Regions from separate parts of the Mus musculus genome. Here region 2 is linked to region 1. A link is a contact called in public Micro-C data. All regions are on one chromosome and are shown on one strand. Each heading gives the region's core, a stretch centred on a gene start, on an enhancer-like site or on the middle of the called end of the contact. The rest is flanking DNA. Distances are from core to core; before and after follow the strand shown.

What was found. Hi-C and Micro-C count contacts between places; a contact is called where the count stands out from the background.
Region 2: a contact with region 1 is called in a Micro-C map of the G1E-ER4 cell line, with 9 times the contacts expected there. The contact joins the promoter of Adra2a here to the enhancer-like site in region 1. A contact is called at or near these places in 14 of 39 promoter capture datasets (the 3T3-L1 cell line, 3T3-L1-derived adipocytes, the HPC-7 cell line and 9 more), 51 of 484 Hi-C or Micro-C datasets (the 3T3-L1 cell line, 3T3-L1-derived adipocytes, the AML12 cell line and 25 more), 14 of 115 datasets of contacts at active chromatin or transcription factors (embryonic forebrain, embryonic hindbrain, embryonic midbrain and 7 more) and 3 of 9 other capture datasets (adipose tissue, embryonic stem cells and liver).

What each region holds. Positions count from the first base shown.
Region 1 is chr19:53,766,799-53,770,216 of GRCm38.p6, forward strand. All of the region lies in intron 1 of Rbm20 (RNA binding motif protein 20), which reads left to right. Among named protein-coding and RNA genes, the nearest start is that of Gm30943, 14 kb to the left of the region's middle. Within about 2 kb of position 1,868, at least 16 of the 459 cell types and tissues checked have an H3K27ac peak or open chromatin away from gene starts, as enhancers often do. A contact at or near this core is called in the G1E-ER4 cell line and cortical neurons, where this site is marked.
Region 2 is chr19:54,043,458-54,046,779 of GRCm38.p6, forward strand. It overlaps Adra2a (adrenergic receptor, alpha 2a), which reads left to right and starts at 1,802. Exons shown (of 1, transcript NM_007417.5): 1 at 1,802-3,322. The coding sequence starts at 2,758.

The DNA.
Region 1 (3,418 bases), core at 618-3,117:
CCTTGAAGGAGGAATGTAAAATATGTACCTTATTGTATAAACAAGCTCTATAGTCCCCCCCCCCCCCCCCGCCCCGCAGCCATTGACTTACTGGTCCTGCCCCAAGGGCAGGAAACATGTCATTCTGTCCCCACTAAGGCCTTAAGGCCTTGCCTCCCTGGTAAAGAGTCACCATGGGGTAAAGTCGATTCCGCCTTGCTTTTAACTTCAGTATAAAATAGTGACAATGAGTCTTTTCTTTCTTCTTCTTTTTCTTTTGAGACAGGGTTTCTCTGTACAGCCCTGGCTGTCCTGGAACTCACTTTGTAGACCAGGCTGGCCTCGAACTCAGAAATCCGCCTGCCTCTGCCTCCCGAGTGCTGGGATTAAAGATGTGCGCAACCACCGCCCAGCTCTGATAATGAGTCTTAAGTGTGTAATCCAACATACAGGCTTTCCATCTTAAATTGGAGGGTGTGTATCAGCTCTAGGCTGCTGCATTCTGAGTTATCCCACAACTCAGTGGTTTAAAACAATGCATTATTTCTCCTGATTCCATGGGCTATAGCTTGAGTAGGTTTCACATGGCCTTGAATAGGCTCACTATTGCCATGTTGGGGAGCAGTTAGCCGGGGTGGAGGGTTGGGGGGCTGCTTATGTCGATGTCTATAGTCTTAGAAGCAGCTGAGACTGAAGGAGCCCCCTTCTCTCTTACTCTCAGAGGCTAGCCTGGGCTTGCTCCAAGACAGCATTGTATGAAGTTGGAGGGGGTTGGGGTGGTCCGCGGCTGAAGCTGAAGGCATGGACGTTAGCTTTATTTTTGTGTCTTCCTTCTCTTCTCTTCTCTTCTCTTCTCTTCTCTTCTCTTCTCTTCTCTTCTCTTCTCTCTCTCTCTCTCTCTCTCTCTCTTCTTTCTTTCTTTCTTTCTTTCTTTCTTTCTTTCTTTCTTTCTTTCTTTCTTTCTTTCTTTCTTCCTTTAACAGATCTTGCCTGAGTTTATTTGTAAGAACAGCATAGGACACTGGTCATCTGCAAATAGTGTGTGGGGAGGTGTGTCACAACAGTCCGTCTGTCTTCACACTGGCAGGAGCCTTTTCTATGGGGCCTTCACAGGGCACCTTTGGGGGTCTGGGCTGGAGTTGAAGCCTGGGCCTTAGCTGGAGCTTTGGCCCCTGCCTTGGTTTGAACCTTAGACTTCGGTTGGCAGAGCCTCTGACCCTTGGCCATGTAGCTTTGAATCCGCCTCCCAAGCTTAGGGTGAGCGATGAAAGCCAGCCACTTGAGTTTAGGGCCTTTTGGCATCTTGGGCTTGATGGCCTGAGGCTTCACCAGGGCCTTGATGGCCTCTGCGCACGCATTCACTGCCTTTGCATTGCTGGCCTGCATCTTCTCCAGGCCTTTCTTGTTGTGCTTCTTGGCAAAGTACATGTTGCCCAGGAACTCGGGGTCAACCTCCTAAGAGATTCGTATCTTTGTGACCAGGGTTTCTTGATGCCATTTCTGTGCCATTTGCGGGACTGGTTGTGTGTGGTGTGGTTCTTGGACTTGGCCGTGTCTGCACGGTAACCCGCGGCTCCTGCAGCGCCTGGGACCGGAAGAACGTGTCTTCCTTTTCAAAACCCAAGTGGGATGCAGGTCCAGATCAAAGCTGGGGAATGTAGATTCCCCTCTTATGGGAAGAGCTTCGAAGCACTTATATTTAACCTTCCAGGCAACCATTACTGTCATTACAAACATTCCCTAGAGCAGCATTCAGTACAGGTGTGTTGAAGTACCACCTCCGCCATAAATTTAAAGGGTGACTCAACTCCTGGAGGTCGAATGGACAGCTGTCTCTGCTTTACTTAATTTTTGTTTTGACCACCAGATGGAGGCATTGTTCAATGTGCCTTGCATCATTCAAGAACAGCACCAAATTCCACCCTCAAACACCCTGAAAGCCATGCAAATCCTGGGTCTCTACCTGGCTGCCTTCTTGTTTTCAGAAAGGAAGAGGCTTGTTGCTCTCTCCCAGGCGCAGCACTGCCTCTCTCCTCCCTCTGGGTGATTCTCCCATCCACCTCTTTAGGTCTTCCTCTTTAGGCCAACTGAAGATGGGCCCGTTTGGCTTCCCTAGGAAATGCCGGAGACCCTCCTCCTTTCCCGCCCACTCCTGCACGAAGTGCTTGCTGGTTCTCCTCCACATTCATTTTGAGCTGGTTTTGTTTATCTTGCACCCTGAACCCACAAGCCAGAAGAAGGGGTGGTTGCACTTCCAAACCCTGAGTGTCTCTAAAGCTCTCTCCTGCTGTGTCTGGTGGCTTGTGGGCTGGAAAAGGGACAAATGTCTCACTCAAGCTCAGACCTCCAGCTTGCAAGTCAAGCATGCCTCTTTTTCAACTTGGTAAGCAAATATTAGGCCTAGGGGAGCAGGGAGGTCTGTGATGTGAAATAGCTATCTTTTTCTCCCATCATTGTAAATAACTTAGAATAACCAAACCTCAGGATTTTTACCTTTTCTTCTAATTGCTAAGACCACTCTTTCCCACCTATATTTATGGTAACATTTGGAAAAGGAATAAATGTTGTTCCTTAAAACAAACAAACAAACAAACAAAAAAACCAAAAAATGGGGTTGAGAGATGGCTCAGTGGTTAAGAACACTTGCTGCTCTTGCTGAGGATCTGTGTTCGGTTCCCAGCACCCACATGATGTGCACAACTATCCATAAGTGCAGCTCTGGGGATCTGATGCCCTTTTCTGGACTCCGAGGGCACTAGATAAGCACGTGGGCACATAAAATAAGATATAAGTAAAATAAGGTTACCACCTTATTATGGTACCTTAAAGACACACACACACACACACATACACACACAGAGAGAGACAGAGACAGAGAGAGAATGAGAGAGAGAGAGAGAGAGAGAGGTGTCATGTGATTTTGCTACAACTATCCCACTGAGTTGGGAACAAAGATTCATTGTAATAAAGCAAGCACTATTGGGCTCACTCATGACCTGAACATTGAAATTATAGCTATTGATTTTATTACTGTGGTATAAATAACTCTACACCATGTTGTCTTTATGACCTGTGCAAGTCTTAGAAACAATAGTGTGTGCACAAAGTAAAGATATCTGATTAAGTCCTAGAGTTTAGTCTACGGTATGTTGTCAATGACAATTTCTTTGTCTCACTGATCTGATGACAGAAATTCTCTCTTACTTAGGAGCTTTCATTCTGAGGCTCCATGGATGCCTAGAACCACTGGCTAATTCTGAGCTCTCATCATGTACATTTTCCTATACATACATACACACATACATGTATATATACTTATGATAAGGTTTTACTTATTTATTATTATTATTATTATTATTATTATTATTATTATTATTATTATTATTATTTGGTATTTCAAGACAGAGTTTTCTCTGTATAGCCCTGGCTGTCCTGGAAC
Region 2 (3,322 bases), core at 552-3,051, 280 kb after region 1:
ATGTACTCACTCGCACCATCAAATACTGAGCGAGTAGTCGGGGTTGAGACTGATGGTCAGGGTCATTCATGTAGCCCGCGGTCCTCAGCCAGACCCGAGCCTGCACGTTGATGTCCAGGGAGACATCGGCTCAGATCTGCTCGGACCTTGGACCCTGGCTTGGATGACTGAGTGTGACATTTAGGTGTAGTGATCTCTGAAGTATGACAGATGCTTTCTTAGGTCTCGTGTGTACCCTGTTGACATTCTGTGCTCTCTGGTTCTCCGTGATCTTCCTGCTGCTCGTCTGAAGAAAGAGTTCGGATGGCACAGTGTATCTGGTGCGACAGATACTCCTGCCTGAGTGCTTAGAAACCTTGCCATCTACTGCCAAGCTCCTACCTTTCTCACCAGAGAGAGAACATAGAAAACACCCTTTCTTTCTTGGCTAGCACCCTGCCCTCACCGACAGATGCTGTGCAGATGTGTGTACTTATCTGTGTATTGGGGGTGTAGGAGAAAAGGCCATGTAAGTGGGGATAGAGTCTAATAAGATGTTTTTCTTTCACGTTTAATTGTACAGATGTGTAAGATACTGTATGTTAATTCAATATTACACACAGTATGTAATGACCAAGTCAGGATAGTTAACTTTTCTATTTCCATAATCAGAAACCCCTTTTTGACAAACACATAATAATCCTATACATTTGTGGAGTTCAGTGTAATACTTTAATTCGTGCACACAGTAGGTACTGATTAAAACAGCGTAAGGCTTACATCTACCTATAATGTCATGGCGCTCTTCATAAAGTAGCTGTGCCTCAACTAATGCTTAACGGTTCCCAGTAGTTTAAAGCCAGGCAAGCAGAGAGGAAGATCCAGGACTCTCACATCTGTAGAAGGTTCCGAGCCTTACTCTCATCAGAGGTAGATCTATACAACCTGAAGATTTCTGCATCATGACATAGTGCAGTTTGAAATCTGTCCGTGTCCCCTCCCCCCCCCCCACCCCCGCCGCCCCAGCTTAGTCCAAACTTGCCCCCAAGATAGGAGAAAAATGGAGGAAAGGACTCCAGAGGAGCCTGGAGCCCTTAAGTCGCTTTCCAGCCGTGACGACCAGCGGCCAGCAGGTGTCAGTGCGCTCTCGTTCTGTCATGGCTCAGGGCCTACCCCTCCAGGACCCTTCCCCACCGCCTTTCAAAGGGGCGCAGTGCAGAGTCCAGGCCTTGAGAGTCCCGGCAGCTGCTAGGATAGGAGGCCTTCTCTTCCCTAAGTATGGATAACTCCGGCCTGGTCTGCTCTCGTGGATGCTGGTCCATTCCGCTCCAGTGGTTCCTTAGGAACCCGCACACGCTTACCTCTCCGGGATCCCTTTCATCCCAGTCACCAGAAGCACCTGCGCTTGACCTGGGGCGGGGCTGCTCGCCAGCGACTCTTATGCCACTCTGCATCTCCTAATTCGGGTCCCAGCACCCTGGCACCCTCTTCTGCTAAAACCCAGCTAGATCGGTGTACCGCTGGGCGCCTGCTACTGTCTCCTGGGCCAGCTAGTAGCCGAACGGCCAACTCCCAGCAGGGGCCGCTCCCCACTCCTTAGGCTCTCTCTTATTGCCCCTCGCTCCCTGTACCCGTCTTTCCAAAAGCCGGGTCCCAGAGGCAGCGCTCTCCCGGGTCCGACTCGGGTGCGGGCTCTAGACCTAAGGAGGGGAGGCGCGAGGGGCGGAGGAGGGTCGACTTCCCACGTGGGGGCTGACGCCGGCTGCTCGGCAACGCCGGCTTCATCCTGGGGCTATAAAACCAGTCCAGCGTAGAGCGGCGGAGCAGCCTCGGCTCCCGCTTCCGTGCAGACGCCCAGCAGCCGGCGCACACCGCCCAGCCACCCAGCGCCTCCAGCTCCAAGTCCTGCGGTCCTGCGAAAACTCACGCGGCCCTCCGACCCCCGCCGGGTCTGTGGCGCTCAGCGCCCACCCAGATCGCGGCTAGCAGCCACCCTTGGCTCCGCCGCGGCTCCTGGAGAGCCGGTCGCTCACCTAGCTTGGCCCTGAGGACCGAGGTGGTGGTGGTGGGGGTGCGGCTTCATGCGGCCCCCACACCCTTCACCCCACCGCCGCCGCCCCCGAGCTCTGTGTACAGAGTCCCAGCCCCAGCAGAGCGCACAACTTTGGAAGTCCCGTGGGGCTCCTAGAGGAGGCAGAGTCCGCGCCTTCGCCGGAGGTCCGGCCCAGCCCTCGCCACCCCGCCTGGAGGGTAGCGACGGAGTTGGAAATCTCTTCGAGGGTATAAGAAGACAGACCTAGGACTCCGAGCCCACACCAACACCCCTCCGCTGCCTCTTGGGGTAAGACTTCATGCTTTCGCTCAGCTTAAGAATCAAGGTATAGATGACTAGCTAAATGCATTTGTATAAATTTCTGACATCTTTCCAAATCATCAGGCCACCGATAATTTCTTTTCTCTTTTCTTGAAGAATAAAATCTCTAACCACCAGCTGGCCCTACTCGATCCTGCCGCTTAGAAATAAAACTTGGCTGTGTTTGAGGAGCTGGGAGAGAGAAAGCACCCACCCGGAGCGTCGGAAGGACGAACCGGTGCCAGTTCGCGGGCTCCAGTCCATGGACCACTAGCGGTCCCCAGCTTGGGCCCGAGCTCCCTGCGGCCCTCTTCCTTATGTGAGGCGCGGCGGGACGAACCCCGCACCGGAGGAAGAGGAGGACCCACGGACGCGGGGCCGGAAGGCAGCTGGCAGCAGGCCCACGAGAACCAGCACCCGCGTTCATGTTCCGCCAGGAGCAGCCGCTGGCCGAGGGCAGCTTTGCGCCCATGGGCTCACTGCAGCCGGATGCCGGCAACAGCAGCTGGAACGGGACCGAAGCGCCCGGAGGCGGCACCCGAGCCACCCCTTACTCCCTGCAGGTGACACTGACGCTGGTTTGCCTGGCTGGCCTGCTCATGCTGTTCACAGTATTTGGCAACGTGCTGGTTATTATCGCGGTGTTCACCAGTCGCGCGCTCAAAGCTCCCCAAAACCTCTTCCTGGTGTCCCTGGCCTCAGCGGACATCCTGGTGGCCACGCTGGTCATTCCCTTTTCTTTGGCCAACGAGGTTATGGGTTACTGGTACTTTGGTAAGGTGTGGTGTGAGATCTATTTGGCTCTCGACGTGCTCTTTTGCACGTCGTCCATAGTGCACCTGTGCGCCATCAGCCTTGACCGCTACTGGTCCATCACGCAGGCCATCGAGTACAACCTGAAGCGCACGCCGCGTCGCATCAAGGCCATCATTGTCACCGTGTGGGTCATCTCGGCTGTCATCTCCTTCCCGCCACTCATCTCCATAGAGA